3 separate regions of the Mus musculus genome follow, and regions 2 and 3 are each linked to region 1. The links are chromatin contacts, called in public HiChIP or PLAC-seq maps. All regions are on one chromosome and are shown on one strand. Each heading gives the region's core, a stretch centred on a gene start, on an enhancer-like site or on the middle of the called end of the contact. The rest is flanking DNA. Distances are from core to core; before and after follow the strand shown.

Region 1 (4,522 bases), core at 1,176-3,675:
AGAAACCATGGCAAGGCAATTCATCTCTCTCTTTCTCTCTCTCTCTCTCTCTCTCTCTCTCTCTATATATATATATATATATATCATCGATAGCTGTGTCTAACTAATCTGTCTTGTGGTGGTTGAAATAGATTTGGCCCCACAGACTCATGTGTTTGAATGATTGGCCTACAAGGAGTGGCACTATTAGGTGGTGTGGCCTTGTTGGAATAGGAAGTACATCACTGTGGGGGCAGGCTTCAGGTCTCCTAGTGCTCAAGCTCTGCCCAGTCTCCTTCTGGCTTCCTTCCGATCAAGATGTAGAACTCTTGGCTCCCCCAGCACCATATCTGCCTGCATGCTGCCCTGCTTCAGACCATGATGACAATGGACCGAACTTCTGAAATGGTACTCCAGCCCCAATGAAGTATTTGCCCTTATAAGAGTTGCCTTGGTTATGGTGTCTCCTCACAGCAATAACACCCAAACTAAACTAAGACACCTAGCTGCATATGTATCAAAAGATGGCCTAGTAGGCCATCACTGGAAAGAGAGGCCCATTGGACACGCAAACTTTATATGCCCCAGTACAGGGGAACGCCAGGGCCAAAAAGTGGGAATGGGTGGGTAGGGGAGTGGCGGGGAGGGTATGGGGGACTTTTGGGATAGCATTGGAAATGTAATTGAGGAAAATACGTAATAAAAAAAATGTGGAAAAAAAACCTAAGACACCTCTCTCTCTCTCTCTCTCTCTCTCTCTCTCTCTCTCTCACACACACACACACACACACACACACACACACACACACACTGATCTATCATCTATGGATTTAATTGGGGGCTTGCTTACAATTCCAGTGGCTTGGTCCACTGTCATCACGGTGGGAAGCTTGGTAGCAGCCAGGCATGTTGCTAGGGAAGTAGCTGAGAGCTATACTCTGATCCACTGTGCAGCAAGCACACAGACACCCAGACACACAGGTGCTGGCTAAGTTCAAAGCTTACTCCCAGTGACTCATCTCCTCCAACAAGGACATACCCTCCTAATCTAAATAGTTTACTAACTGGCCTGCAAATATATGAGCCAAGGGGAGTCCTTCTTGTTCAAATCTCCCTGGAGATCTTATACAGAATCAGTGAGAGGAGTCTGAGGCCACTTTTCAAAGCAAAAGCTTAAAAACTGTGTCCATATCGTCTTACTTATTTAGCATAAACTAATTTTAAGTAGGGCTAAACTATTGGTTAGAGTTCTGCCTTCATTGTTGTAAAGCTAGATAGTAACAAAGATGAGGTCTGTAACAAAGAACGGATGAAGCTAGCATCTCCGACTGGAAGAGACTGTTGGGTGTGCTGATTTTGTACAGGATGCCTCCTAGTGCCCTCGTGTCAGGCTACGTGCCAGGTACTTAACATAGAAGGCAGGTAAACATCTCATGTGATAAAGCCGAGGAAGTTGTGAAACACCTGTGTAAGGTGACACAGTTCAGGAGCCTACGGTCAATGGCTGCGAGGACTATAGCCAAGCTTCCTCACGTTACTTATGCCTGGGAACTTCCTATAAGAAGGCAGGCAACTTTTCTTTCTTTCTTTTTCTTTTTTTGTTACGTAGGGTGAATTGTTTCTGCCTTAATAAGGAGGAAACAAGGGCTAGGGTTGAATCTCATTAACATAAATGTGAGTCGTCCGACCTGAAAGCGGAATTTATTTGAATATCAGGGGTTCCTTTGGGGTATAAGGAGCGAAGGAGCTTGGAGAAGAAACCTCTGGATCCAGTCCTTCTCTTCGATCCAGGGTTCTAGCTTTCCAAGTTTGCTTATAGGTTAGCTACTACTCAAGTCTGGGAGAGCAAGGTTTCCTTCTAAAGCTTTCTCAGCCTCCTGTACTAAAGAATTCCTGGGCTCTAATAAACTGGCCAGGACGCTGCGGAGGCAGCTGAGGTCGGGTTTCCTCTCCTCCCCCACTAGGAAGTGGTCCCGCCTGGAGGTTGGGGGTGGGGGGGATGGAGTAAAAAAGTGTCTGGATGGGAAAGTAAATAAATGCAAGGCAAATAAATAAAGAAAATGCCCACAAGCAATTACTGGGAGGAAGTGACATTTTTATGTAAGTCACTTTTCTGACAGACACCAGGCCTGTTTGGCTGAGAGTGCCGTGGGAATGCTTGGGGGGCGGGGTAGGGAGGTCGCTGTAAGGCTCCCGACGCACAGCCGGGTGCGGAGACCACCCGGTCTCGTGGGCTGCAAGTGGCACCTCCTTATCCCTAGCAGCCCCTCCCGGGTGCCCCCAGCTCCAATCTAGAGCGGGTTACGGCTTGAAGCCCCCAGGCGGCGCTTTCCCGAGGCCTGGCTGGGACTCCCAGGTGGGTCCCCCGCCCCGCGTGCGCCGGGCTGGGCCGGCCCCTGGGCGGCGTCACGGCAGCCAGGGAGGAGCGCGGGCGGGGAGCGCGCGGAGGCGGGCGCTGCGCGGGAGGGTCGCCGCCGCGGATCGCAGGCCGGTGCGCGCGGCCGAGCGGGCGGCGGCGGCGACGGTGGTGGTGAGGAGGGCTCGGCGGCAGGCAGGCTCGGGGCTCCCGGGCCGGCGGGGTCCGCCGGGTCCAATTGCGTCCGCTTGGTGGCGGGAGGAGGGAGCGGTGCAGACAAAGAGCGGCATCTGGGCGGGCGCAGCGCGGCCGCCGCCCCGGGACTCGCGCTGCTGCCCTCCGGCCTCGGCGTGCACTGTGCGGCGAGGTAAGGCGATGGCGGGGGCTGCAAACTTGGGCCGGTCCGTGGAGTTGGAAGAGAGGGGCGAGCGGGCCGCGGCCGCCCGGGGAGGGCCAGGGAGCGCGTACCCCTGCGTACCCGGCCGGTGCCCTCAGCCCCGCCGCGGCCTGGCGTCCCCGGGCACCCGCACCTCGGATACACACACCTTCCTGCGAGCCCTCGCCTCCCTCTGCCTGGGGCTGGCGTGGGGGTGGGGCGCCCTCCGCGGGCGGACTCCGGGGACCAAGGACCCAAAGCCCTCGGGAACACTAGCAGCCCTGGCCTGTGGGCGGGCGTGGGACCGAACAGTGGCCAGGTCGCCGGGCGCGCGTGCCTGGGAAGAATAGCCTGGGATCTGAGGGCCACAGCGCTAGGAAGCGGGAGGCTGCGATGGCCGGGGAGAACTTCCAGTATTTAGAACTATTCGTGATCCGGCACAAAGCTGCTGTCACGTTCCATAAAGGAGGTCCTTGCCTCGGCGCAGGGCGCTTTTGTGCCTGGTTCCTTCCAGTCCCTGCGCCCGGTCCCGCATTTCCAAGACTTAAACCTCCTCAACCAAAGTTTTTCCCGGTTGCTCTGCCCCCTCAGTTTATTTATTCAGGGCGATTTAAGCAAGTGGTTCTGCAAGAATTTGATGTGTGACTTTTAATGCCCCGGTGGCACCTCCCTTTTGAGCGCTGTTAGCTTGGCATTGTGTGGAGAGGTTTGATTTGCAAAACGCTGTTATTTATACACAACAGCGATCCTCCCGGAAGGTGTGCGCGGGTGGTGGTTAATGGATAGCAGAGGTGACTTACAGTAGTATTGTGAACAGCTTGGGGACACAGCTGGGTGCCAAGTGGAGTGGGCCCTGCCACCCTAACCCATTCAGGTTGGCCGCTTCCTCCTTATTTGGCTCTCCTTATTTTGCTAACAGGTTTAAGGCCAGTCTTGCCAAGTTTGCGTCTGTGTGTGGGATGAACAGGTCCGAGTTTGGGCTGGAGGTGCACAGGCCTGCTCCTTGGTTGACCCAAAAAGAAACAGCCCGTTGGCCAGTGGGCGTGGCTTGCTGGTATCCTCCCCTGGAGACTTCTCTGCTCCTCTCCCAATACAGGCTTTTCTGCAGAGATTTTGAGGAGGAATGAGAATAATTTTGGGTGTGTTTCCAGCCTGGGTTTTTTTTTTTTTTTTTTTTTTTGGTATAGTTAGCAACTGTGGTTTTTCTAGTCTAAAGGTCACTACTTTATCAGAACATCTCAACTGTGCTGTGGGCACTCCCTCCATTCACTTTCCAAGTGTTTATAGATACAGAGGTAGAAACCGGACTTTCTCGTGCATGTGCCTGGTTTATGTAGCGAAGGCAGCCAGTGAACACAATGGAGAAAGTGCACTTTAGACAGATAAGGTTTTACACCTTCGGGTCTTTCCTAAGTGACCACAAGTGACAATCCTCCCTTAAACTTTCTCACCTCCTGGTAGGTTAGCGTAGTTTTGATTGAAGAACGTAAAGGTCCCAGTGACCTGAAGCTGAAATGAGAACTTTGTGCAGCTGTAAAGCTTTGACTTACAGCTTACTGCCTGTCTTGCTCTCAGTTTCTTACACGTGCTTGAACAGAGCCCCAGTTTCAGGGTTGGAAGTTGCTATGTGAGCTCTGGACACTTGATAGGCGATTTGCCCACCGATGGAGAGACGACTGACCCCCTTTAAAATGGGTCGAACTTATAAAAGGTGGTTTCCAACTCCTTGTAGGCTCTTCAGTCCATTTCCAGGCTTTCAGTTTTGCTTTCCCCATGGGTCCTTGCTTCAGTCTTCTTCCTCCCTTTCTCTT
Region 2 (4,522 bases), core at 717-3,216, 320 kb after region 1:
GGCATCAGATCTCATTACAGATGGCTGTGAGCCACCATGTGGTTGCTGGCATTTGAACTAAGGACCTTTGGAAGAGCAGTCAGTGCTCTTAACCACTGAGCCATCTCGCCAGCCCTATACTTAATTTTCTAAGACTTATGACTCGGTGGAATTTTTGTAGACTTTTGTTTCATATTGCTTTGTCTAGGCATTTGGGGGGGTGCTTACTAGTCTTTTGCTTGTGCATTATGGTTTTCAATTTTGTGTTGATGTTTTTTTCTCTGTGTGTGTGTGTGTGTATGTATGTATGTATGTATGTATGTATGTATGTAGTGTGCATGTATTTGTGTGTGTACATGTGTGTATGAGTGTGTATATATGTATGTGTGGATATGTGTGTGTACGTGTGTGGATATGTGTGTGTACATGTGTGGATATGTGTTTCTTGTGCTTTCACTTTGTTATTTTTCGTTTTTAAAAACCTGGCTGTTTTGTTTTGTTATGTTTTCTAATGAGAAAAAGAAGGCATCGAGCTGAATAAATAGGGAAGAGCTGGGAAGATTTGGAGGAGGAGAAACTATGATCAGAATATATTGTTTAAAAAATTATTTTCAATCTAAACAACAGTGATCATGTACAATGTTTCTCAGTATCTGTTCCCCACCAGAACGACAGGACGATATGGTGGAATCCCACAGCACTCTGGGGAAGATTAATCACAGGCTTGAGGGAGAACAATGGTTGGGACTAGTGTACCACCCACAAGGGTAAGGTGCCATCGGATATCCCATTGCTTCTTTTATAATGGTCAAGTCCTGAGGTAGAGAGTAAAATGGGCTCTCCATTAAGACTGCTCTTAAACATAAGCTATGCCTTGAACAGTGTCCTATTAAGTCATAGATGCTGTGCTTTGATCACTGCTCAATGACAGGAAGTCCTCAAAGGACAGAGGAACGGGTCTACGCAGAAAAGTGTCACTCTCCATTACACAAAGATCGCCTGTCCTGCAGGAGAAGCCTGAGTTATACTGACCTGAAAACTATATACAGTGCTCCCATAAATGGTAGCCCTACTCTGCCATATGTCCAAGTCTTCTTGTACCCTGAAAATGTGTGAATCAATGGGGAAAGGAGGTTGAGTCATCTCATTCTCTGATGCTTCTCACACACCGAGGTCTTGCACTGAGGAGTGCAATTCACTAGGCTGAGGGATGCTCACGTTCATTCTGGAGGGTGGCAGAAAAGCCACATAAGGCTGGGTGAGGCAGCTGTGCTGCAGCTCCCTGACAATCCTCTTCAGCACATCTGCTTTAGTGAAGTGGATCCACTAGCCATGGTTTCAGTTACCCACAGTCAGCCAGAAGTGAGTGTAGCATTGGGAGATAGGAGGCAGCCTGTGCCTATGAGTTTTACCACAGCATATTGCTACAATTGGTCTGTTTGTAACTGCAAATAATCTTTTACTATGCCTAACTTATAAATTAAATTTTAACATAGTTATACATGTTCAGAAAAAGCATAACATATATAGATTCCTGCACTTTTCAGTCAGACATCCCCTGGGGTGTAGAAGTGTATCTCCCTCAAAAATAACAGGGACTACTGCATTAATAAGTAAACTTCTTACGGTTGCTATGTGTCTGGATATGCTGACAGCACTGCAAAGCTAGTAGGGAGGGAATACCACACTGCAGATGCCTATGTGGGGTAGCAGGATGTGGGCAGCAGACACCCTGGGAACAAGGCCAGGGCCAGCAAACACATCAAGCCCTCTAGTGTCATATACATAGCAACTCTTCTTTTTTAAAGTATGCTAATGCCAAAAAGTAAATATGCCCTCAAGGCTACTGCCCCAGGTAACTTCTAAGTTCTCTTTCTGCTCTGTTGGTCTGCGGTTTTATGAATGGTAGCCTGTTATGCAGACTCAGTTCAGAAAGTGGGTGGGCCATGACTTCAGAGGTATACTCACAGAAGGCTAGGAGTACAAACGTGCCCTAAGCCCTGACTAACAGCCCCAGGGCAAACCCCCACATTACAAAGACTCCGTGCCCACAGGCACACAGAAGCACCAACCTACTTCCTCTCTGACAGATCCAAACTATTCATGAAGGGTGCTCTGTTTTGCCCTTCGATCCCCATTAAAAGATGTGCAATGAAATAAAACTTTATGTTGAATATATCTGGGTATTTCACTAATTATGAGAATCTTGAAAGAGAATTGTTAAAAGGCAACATTTTATTTAATAAAAAGGCAATGCAGACTTCTATTTATCTTGTTTACATTTTCATTCCTTACATTAGATTTATTTATTTACACTCCATGTACAGCCCTGAAAAAAGATAATCATTAACAAAAAGGATGCATTCTTGTATGTAAAAATCTGTAGTGACTAAAATAACCAAATCAATACTCTGCTAATATAAACATGACTCAGGATTTTCTAAAAGCATAAATCCTAACAACTAAAATACTTTTCTCTAAAACTACCTGAAAAGGCTTTATATTTAGAACTCAAAATTGATGCTACCATGTAGCAACTTGGTACTAAGCTCTGGCTAAGGAACAACTGATACCTAGAGTAAACAATGCATGGGCTGCTGCTCTGGGCATTGTCAAAAACTGTGCTTACTGCTAGACTTGATGCCCTCGGCTTCAGAGCTATGCCACCTCACTGGATACTTCCTTATTGCAGTGATTTGATTATGGCTTGGTTCAGGGAGTGGCACAATAGGAGGTGTGGCCTTGTTGGAAGAACTGTGTCACTGTGGGGGTGAGCAATGAGACCCTCCTCCTAAACACATGGGAGCCAGTCTTCTCCTAGTAGCCTTCAGATGAAGATGTAGAACTCTCAGCTTCTCCTGCACCATGCTTGCCTGGACACTGCCATGCTCCTGCCTGGGTGATAATGGACTGAACCTCTGAACCTGTAAGCCAGCTCTAGTTAAATGTTGTCCTAGTAAGAGTGCCTCAGTTATGGTGTCTCTTCACAGCAGCAAAACCCTAACTACGACACTTATCCACAGCAGCCTGTCAAGACAGCAGGGCAGAGCATGTTGTATATAGGTATCTCAAGCTCCACTTAGGAGCCAGGAACCTGGGAGCAAGTTTGGAGCCCACTCTCCTTACCTCAAGCATGCTAGGTGGAAGGAGGGAAGACTAAGGAAACCCAGCCTCAGCAAAGCTGAGGCATGCTGCTGTCACTCTAGCCCCAGCTCCCGAGCCTTTGGGTACTTACCCTAAGCATGCAAGGTAACCCCATGTACTATGTCACCTCTAGCCAGCAGCATATCCTGACAGGCAGGACACCATGGTGCCCAGCAGGGCAGGGGGCTTGGTAATCAGGCTATGGGTTCCCTTCTCTACAGGGGTTACCTTACACGCTCAGAGTAAGTGCCCAATGGATTAGGAGGTAGAGCTAGAGTGACAGCAACATACCCCTGTGTGGGGGCCCACTATTTACAACCCGGAGAATAGGGACAGAAAGCTGGAAGCTCACACCATGACTTATGCTACATCTGTAAGAATTCATGTCTACCTCTGGCAGAGAAACAGAGCAGAGAGGTCTAGAGCCTGATACCCACATAAGTTATTTTGCATTAAAAAGCTAAGGAAGCTAAGTGCTCCAGGCCCATCATAAAAAGGGAACTGTAGCTTCATGTCGTACTATCATCCACATAAAAGAATGACTGATGGTCAGAAACAAATAGTCAGGGGCCAAGAGAACTCCCATATTGCCCACAGGCTAGATGTGGGCCTGGCAACATTGCTCCCAGGGTGGGCAGCACATCTATACATAGTTGTCCTAAAGCTACATTCCATGTCCATGGTTATTTTCCTACAAGTCCTGCTTCAATTAAAGAAAGAAGAAAGAAGCAAAGGACGAACAAAGAAAACAAGTTCCTGAGAACCAGAGAGTGCTGGTCCCAAGCACAAATTTAGTGAGAAAAATGGAACAACACAGGGCTTTCACCTGACCAAGCAATCTGCCTTCTACTGCACTCCCTAAGGCAACAGCCCAGAGCTACAATACAAGCCCGTCCCAGAGGTCAGAGGTCAGAGGTCGGAGGTGAGAACTGAATGCCCATCCATCCATCTCCAGCTCAGGTTATGGTAGCGCCAGGCTGGGAACCGTGGCCTCTCGGTCTGTGAGTGAGATGATGCACAAGATAAAACACTCATGGCTGAAGCACCCAGTGTAACTATGATTAATAAAGAAAGCACATAGGAAACAGGGAAATATGTTTAAAAAAAAAAGATAATATGGACCTCAAAGAGGATGATTTCTAAAATCTATCACGGCTAGGGAGGTGGCTAGGTAAGTGCATGCTGTACAAGGATGAAGTCGTCCAGAGCCCCTGGACCAACACAGAAACCAGACGGGCATGGCAGCCCACCTGTACTCTTAGCACACCGCAGGAGGAAACAAGTTCCCAATACCTCCACAAACATGTAATGACCCACACTCAGGAACATAAATACACACATACACGTAATAAATAGATGTTAAAAATTAACCACACCAACTTGGAGGCCTTGCAAAAAG
Region 3 (4,522 bases), core at 1,077-3,576, 300 kb before region 1:
TAATTATATCCACTAGAGAACGTATACAGACGTCTGTCATTACACCACACAGCATAACAGTGTTCATACACCACTTGCAGATTATTTTAAATATTTGTGGAAATGTTTTATATAAGAAGGAGGCATTCTGCATAGGGTGCTTGAGAACCTGTGGGTGTTGGTAGCTGAACCCAATTCCTGAGATATCAAAGGCTGACCGAACAGGAATTCCACTTCTCTTAATGATACACCTCACTCCTCTCCCACCCCCCACCTTTTGAGGGGTAGGGGTTGAGACAGGCCTTGGATGTCCTGGAACTTGCTCTGTAGACCAAACTCTGCCTGCTTCTGCCTACCAAGTGCTGGGATCAAAGGCGTGCGACATCCTCTCCCAGTCACACCCCTGCATCTGAGATCGATTAACATATCCTGTGTTCAGGGCCCAGCACTGAAGTATCAACACCAGTGTCTGTCTCTGGACAACTGAGAGTCCCACCCCACAGTCCATCGCTGACCTGGCTCAGTGCCACATGCGAATGATAAAGGCATGCGTTCTGACCTGGCATGATGGTTTTCTTGCATTCCTGGCACTTGGACGAGTATTCATTGGAATAGCAGTCGGTGCACAGCAGCTGTTCCTCCTTGGCAGCAAAGGGCTTGTCCACCAGCGAGCTTCCACACCGGGAGCAATGGAAGCAGCCTTCATGCCAGTGCCGATCCTTGTAGGACAAGTCCTAGAGAGGCAGACACACAAATCGTCAGAGGCGGGACAGGAGAGGTGACACTACTGTCTGACTCAGAGCACAGGGGCCTTGGTGCACTACATTGCTGGAGTGGGTGGGTAAGAGAGGGAGGGGGAGGGCGAGGAAGGACGGCAGATTTGCCTGTGGACAAGCCTGTGCTGTATTTTCTTGATTGGTGATTGATATGGGAGAGACCAACTTACTATGGGCTGGTGGTCCTGTGTGCTATTTAAAAAGCAGGCTAAGCAAGCCACGCGGAAGTGACAAGCCAGCAATCAGCTCTTCTCCTCTGCCTCTGTATCTGTTACTGCCTCCCTGTTCCTGCTCTGACCTCCTTTAGTGATGGAGTGTGGGCTGAGAGTTGTAAGCTGAAACAAGCCTCTCCTTTGGATGTCTCTTTTGGTCTTGCTGTTTTCTCACAGCATGAGAAACCCTAACTTAGACACTGAACTAGGAGGCCTTGTTTCTGAGAGGTTCACGTTCCTCTGAACCCAGTTCTCTCCATGTCAGTGGGTTGGTCCTTTGAAGAGATGGATCAGAGACATGGCTGACACACATGCTGGACTCCCGTAAGTCTAAGTATGATGAGAGTAGGCAGTGAGAGAGCAGAAACCTAAACCTGTCTTTTGAAGGTTAAATACTGAAAGTAATTTTAGAAGAAAAAAAAATTTGGTGGGGAGATCATATGTACTTCGTTGTATATTTTGATAAGTGAAATGCAATATAATCTGCTTTAATTTGAGACCACCTGTCGGTGTGTTAAGTCACTACAAACTGCTAAGCTCATGCAATGTGTACATTATCATTATATGATATGTCATATACATATATTGGTATCATTTGGGATTAGGTATAACCTGGACTCTTTCCATACATATTCCCCATTTTTAAACTTAAACCCCTTATGGGGCCCAAGTAGCAGACAAAATAAAACAAACAGAAAATAAACGGCAGATATTTGCACGGTGAATGATGGTAATTAGGACCATGTTGTAAGCTCACGATACTGCATAGCCCTGAAATATAGTTAGTACTGAAGCTCAGAGACACTTCTAAGCTTCTCCACAGTCACACAGCTGGCATGTACCCAAGTCAGGCTGTGGTATGGTTTCCACTCACTGAACCATACCAGATGGGCGTTGAAAAGGGCCAGCTTTTTCAGAAGTTAGCTGGCCTTCCGCTGTAATACGTCATCCCACTAATGAGGGTTTTCGGTGGAAAGGCTACAGATTGCTTTCCACGGCCACCCACCATTGGACAGAAGTGAAAGAGAGAAGTCAGAAGCCTTTCTTGTAAGGTGGCCTACTGTCACCTGGCAGCAACTCTGCTCAGGGAGTGGGCACTGCACACACCAAGGGGTCACTTTTAGCTAGCAAGGAGAAAAGCTGCACAATTTTGTTACTTTTCGCTGTGACAGAACACCACAATCAAGATAACATAAAGTATTTAATTGGGCTTAAAGTTTTGGGGGATTAGAAGCCATGATGGTAGAGCAAATGCATGGCGATGAGAAGAGCTCAGCTCTCACATCTCAGAACTGTAGGCTGGAGGCAGAGAGTGTGCCACCAGATGTCACCAGTCCCACACAGACTATCGAGAAGGACAGAGTCCTTTGCATTGGTGTTATGAGACATTTGCAGAGAAACCAGCTGAATGCTCTAATTGGTCTAAGGTTTTACGGAAACTCAGAACATTTCTACAACAAAAACACAGCTGTGGTTAAAGACTGCCTAGCTGACAGTCATTTGACACTTGAAAGTTTGACCTTAAATATGAACACTGTCATGTCCTCTAGATGGACATGGCCCATCCCACTCAGAGAGCCAAGTCAGGCATGCAGAGATCACAGAAAGTCTATGAAGAGTCAGACAGAGCCATCCCTGCTGTCCTCTCGTGAACGTGGCTCTCAGTGCACGTTTCCTGAGGCCTTCCGAACTCACCTGTCTCTCTTGTGCATGCACACACTCAACATAGATAACATAGTACATATTGATCATTCTTAAACCTTTCTGACAGAAATTGAGAACACTAGGCTGATTCTATGACAGGCTTCAAACTAGCAGTAAAGGAGACTAGTCATACATATTTGTTTCCAAGAAATGGGCAAGTCCAGGCAAGTCCAGGCCTCAGAAGCTGCCCCAACACCTAGTCTAAGGCAAGGACGATGGGTTAACAACAGTTTCCAGACTTCCTCAGCAATGTCCTCAGCAAGAGTTTCCAGCCCCCATGCCCTGGTAATGCAATGTCCCTAGAGATGGAGTAAGATAAGGGTCACCTTCCCCAGAATGCCCTAATCGGGTCTTTGAACACACTTGTTTGTTTCCCTATCTTGGTAATGAGAGACCCCAGCATGCTGGACTTCTGCAGAATAAAGCATTCTTTGCATTTACATACTATTTGAGTCTGGGGTATCATACTTCAGCAAATCATGGACCCTCACAAAATGTTTTCTCTGTAGGTAAATGTCAGCCTCTGATTATATGCCTGAAGTCAGTGGTAGACCAAAAAGGAAAATACCACTAAACAGCGTTGTACCACCATTGCTGGCAGGTCCTGGAGGTGGGGTGTAAAGGGTGGGGTGGGGGGAATCCCTGTTTCAGGGGATTCCCCTGTTCCAGCTAGAGTTGGTGATGGACTTTCTGGCTCAACATCGGAGTATGTGTGATGTGCAGGCAGTAGGAAGGTCTCCTGTGTGTCATATGCCTTACATGACTAATGCTATTGGGGGCTGGGTACCCCTGAGGTCACAGAAGCAGGAGACTCAACAATTAAGCTCAGGGGCCCAAGAGCCAGACCAATTATACCCTTGATCCTCCACCTACCAGCTGCATAGCTAGGGCAAGAAGCAAGCCCCTCAACCCCAGGCTTCTCACTGAGAATACAGAGGGCAGGTGCCCGCTCTCGGCTGTGACAGAAACAGTAAACACACAAAGCGCTTGTGGCAGCTTCTGCTACGTAGAAACCGTCTAGTGAGTGCCAGCTCACAGTCAACCACGAAAGCAGTGACCTCAAAGTGTCACTCACCGGCACTAAATTTCCACACGGAGATGGTAATAAAAAATCAGAATTTTTTTTTTCTTTCTTTCTTGTGTCTCCTTGGGTTTTTTGTTTTGTTTTGTTTTGTTTTTGTTGTTTTGTTTGTTTTTTAGCTTACCAGAGAGACCAAGCCTCAAACTCAGCATCCTCTTTCTTGGCCTCCCGTGAGCAAGGGTTCCAAGTATGAGCTACCACACCCTATTTAAAAATTTTAACATCTTAAAATCTCCACAGTAAGAATTCCAGTGCTCGATAATTTTGTATAGTGCTTTCAAACTTCCTTTAGTTCTTATAATCTAAAAATATGTTTCTAAATTCAACTTGCCTATTTTGAGCCATACAATTACCCTATGAGATAAGACTTTGTGTTTATTCTTGAGCAGATTTGACACTAGGATGCAAAAAGTTATGTTTCCCCAGGCATTCCCCACCCTCCAACCCCCAAATTTCCACCTTTACTGATTCAACAAACCAAACTGTGCTTCCGTTTTATTTTATTTCATAAAGGTGGTACATCAGTGTCAGCCTTTTCCAAGTCAGTCCCTGCATGCTCGCCCAGCCTGGGCTTGCCCCAGCACTTTTACCCGTCCATTTGCTCAGCTGCACACAGAGCACACATCTTACCTGTCCTTCGAGAGTCCGCCCAGTGCCCTGGCCAACACAGAACCTCTGCATTTCTTTGAAAGCCACACCTCACCCATGAGGCCATTGGGCAATTCCTGGAGCTCTGAGGCTGTGCTCTTTGACTCTGAGATCACTTGATA

The links. HiChIP or PLAC-seq counts read pairs in DNA pulled down with a chosen protein or histone mark.
Region 2: a FOXA1 HiChIP or PLAC-seq map of pancreatic cancer cells shows a contact between it and region 1. The contact joins the enhancer-like site here to the promoter of Nck2 in region 1. A contact is called at or near these places in 3 of 39 promoter capture datasets (the C10 cell line, cranial neural crest and pre-B cells), 6 of 115 datasets of contacts at active chromatin or transcription factors (double positive thymocytes, embryonic forebrain, embryonic stem cells and 3 more) and 1 of 9 other capture datasets (liver).
Region 3: a contact with region 1 is called in a FOXA1 HiChIP or PLAC-seq map of pancreatic cancer cells. The contact joins the enhancer-like site here to the promoter of Nck2 in region 1. A contact is called at or near these places in 6 of 39 promoter capture datasets (the 3T3-L1 cell line, the HPC-7 cell line, cranial neural crest and 2 more), 1 of 15 datasets of contacts at CTCF or cohesin (large pre-B cells), 26 of 484 Hi-C or Micro-C datasets (the AML12 cell line, B cells, the C2C12 cell line and 19 more), 14 of 115 datasets of contacts at active chromatin or transcription factors (the SCID.adh cell line, T-cell acute lymphoblastic leukemia, bone marrow-derived dendritic cells and 10 more) and 3 of 9 other capture datasets (adipose tissue, embryonic stem cells and liver).

What each region holds. Positions count from the first base shown.
Region 1 is chr1:43,443,326-43,447,847 of GRCm38.p6, forward strand. Nck2 (non-catalytic region of tyrosine kinase adaptor protein 2) reads left to right here and starts at 2,426. Exons shown (of 5, transcript NM_010879.3): 1 at 2,426-2,702.
Region 2 is chr1:43,766,890-43,771,411 of GRCm38.p6, forward strand. The region is part of intron 9 of Uxs1 (UDP-glucuronate decarboxylase 1); the gene reads right to left. Among named protein-coding and RNA genes, the nearest start is that of Ecrg4, 39 kb to the left of the region's middle. Within about 2 kb of position 1,967, at least 67 of the 459 cell types and tissues checked have an H3K27ac peak or open chromatin away from gene starts, as enhancers often do. A contact at or near this core is called in double positive thymocytes and pancreatic cancer cells, where this site is marked.
Region 3 is chr1:43,141,160-43,145,681 of GRCm38.p6, forward strand. Fhl2 (four and a half LIM domains 2) reads right to left here. Exons shown (of 6, transcript NM_010212.4): 3 at 539-713. Among named protein-coding and RNA genes, the nearest start is that of Fhl2, 21 kb to the right of the region's middle. Within about 2 kb of position 2,327, at least 49 of the 459 cell types and tissues checked have an H3K27ac peak or open chromatin away from gene starts, as enhancers often do. A contact at or near this core is called in the C2C12 cell line, the SCID.adh cell line, Th1 cells and 4 more, where this site is marked.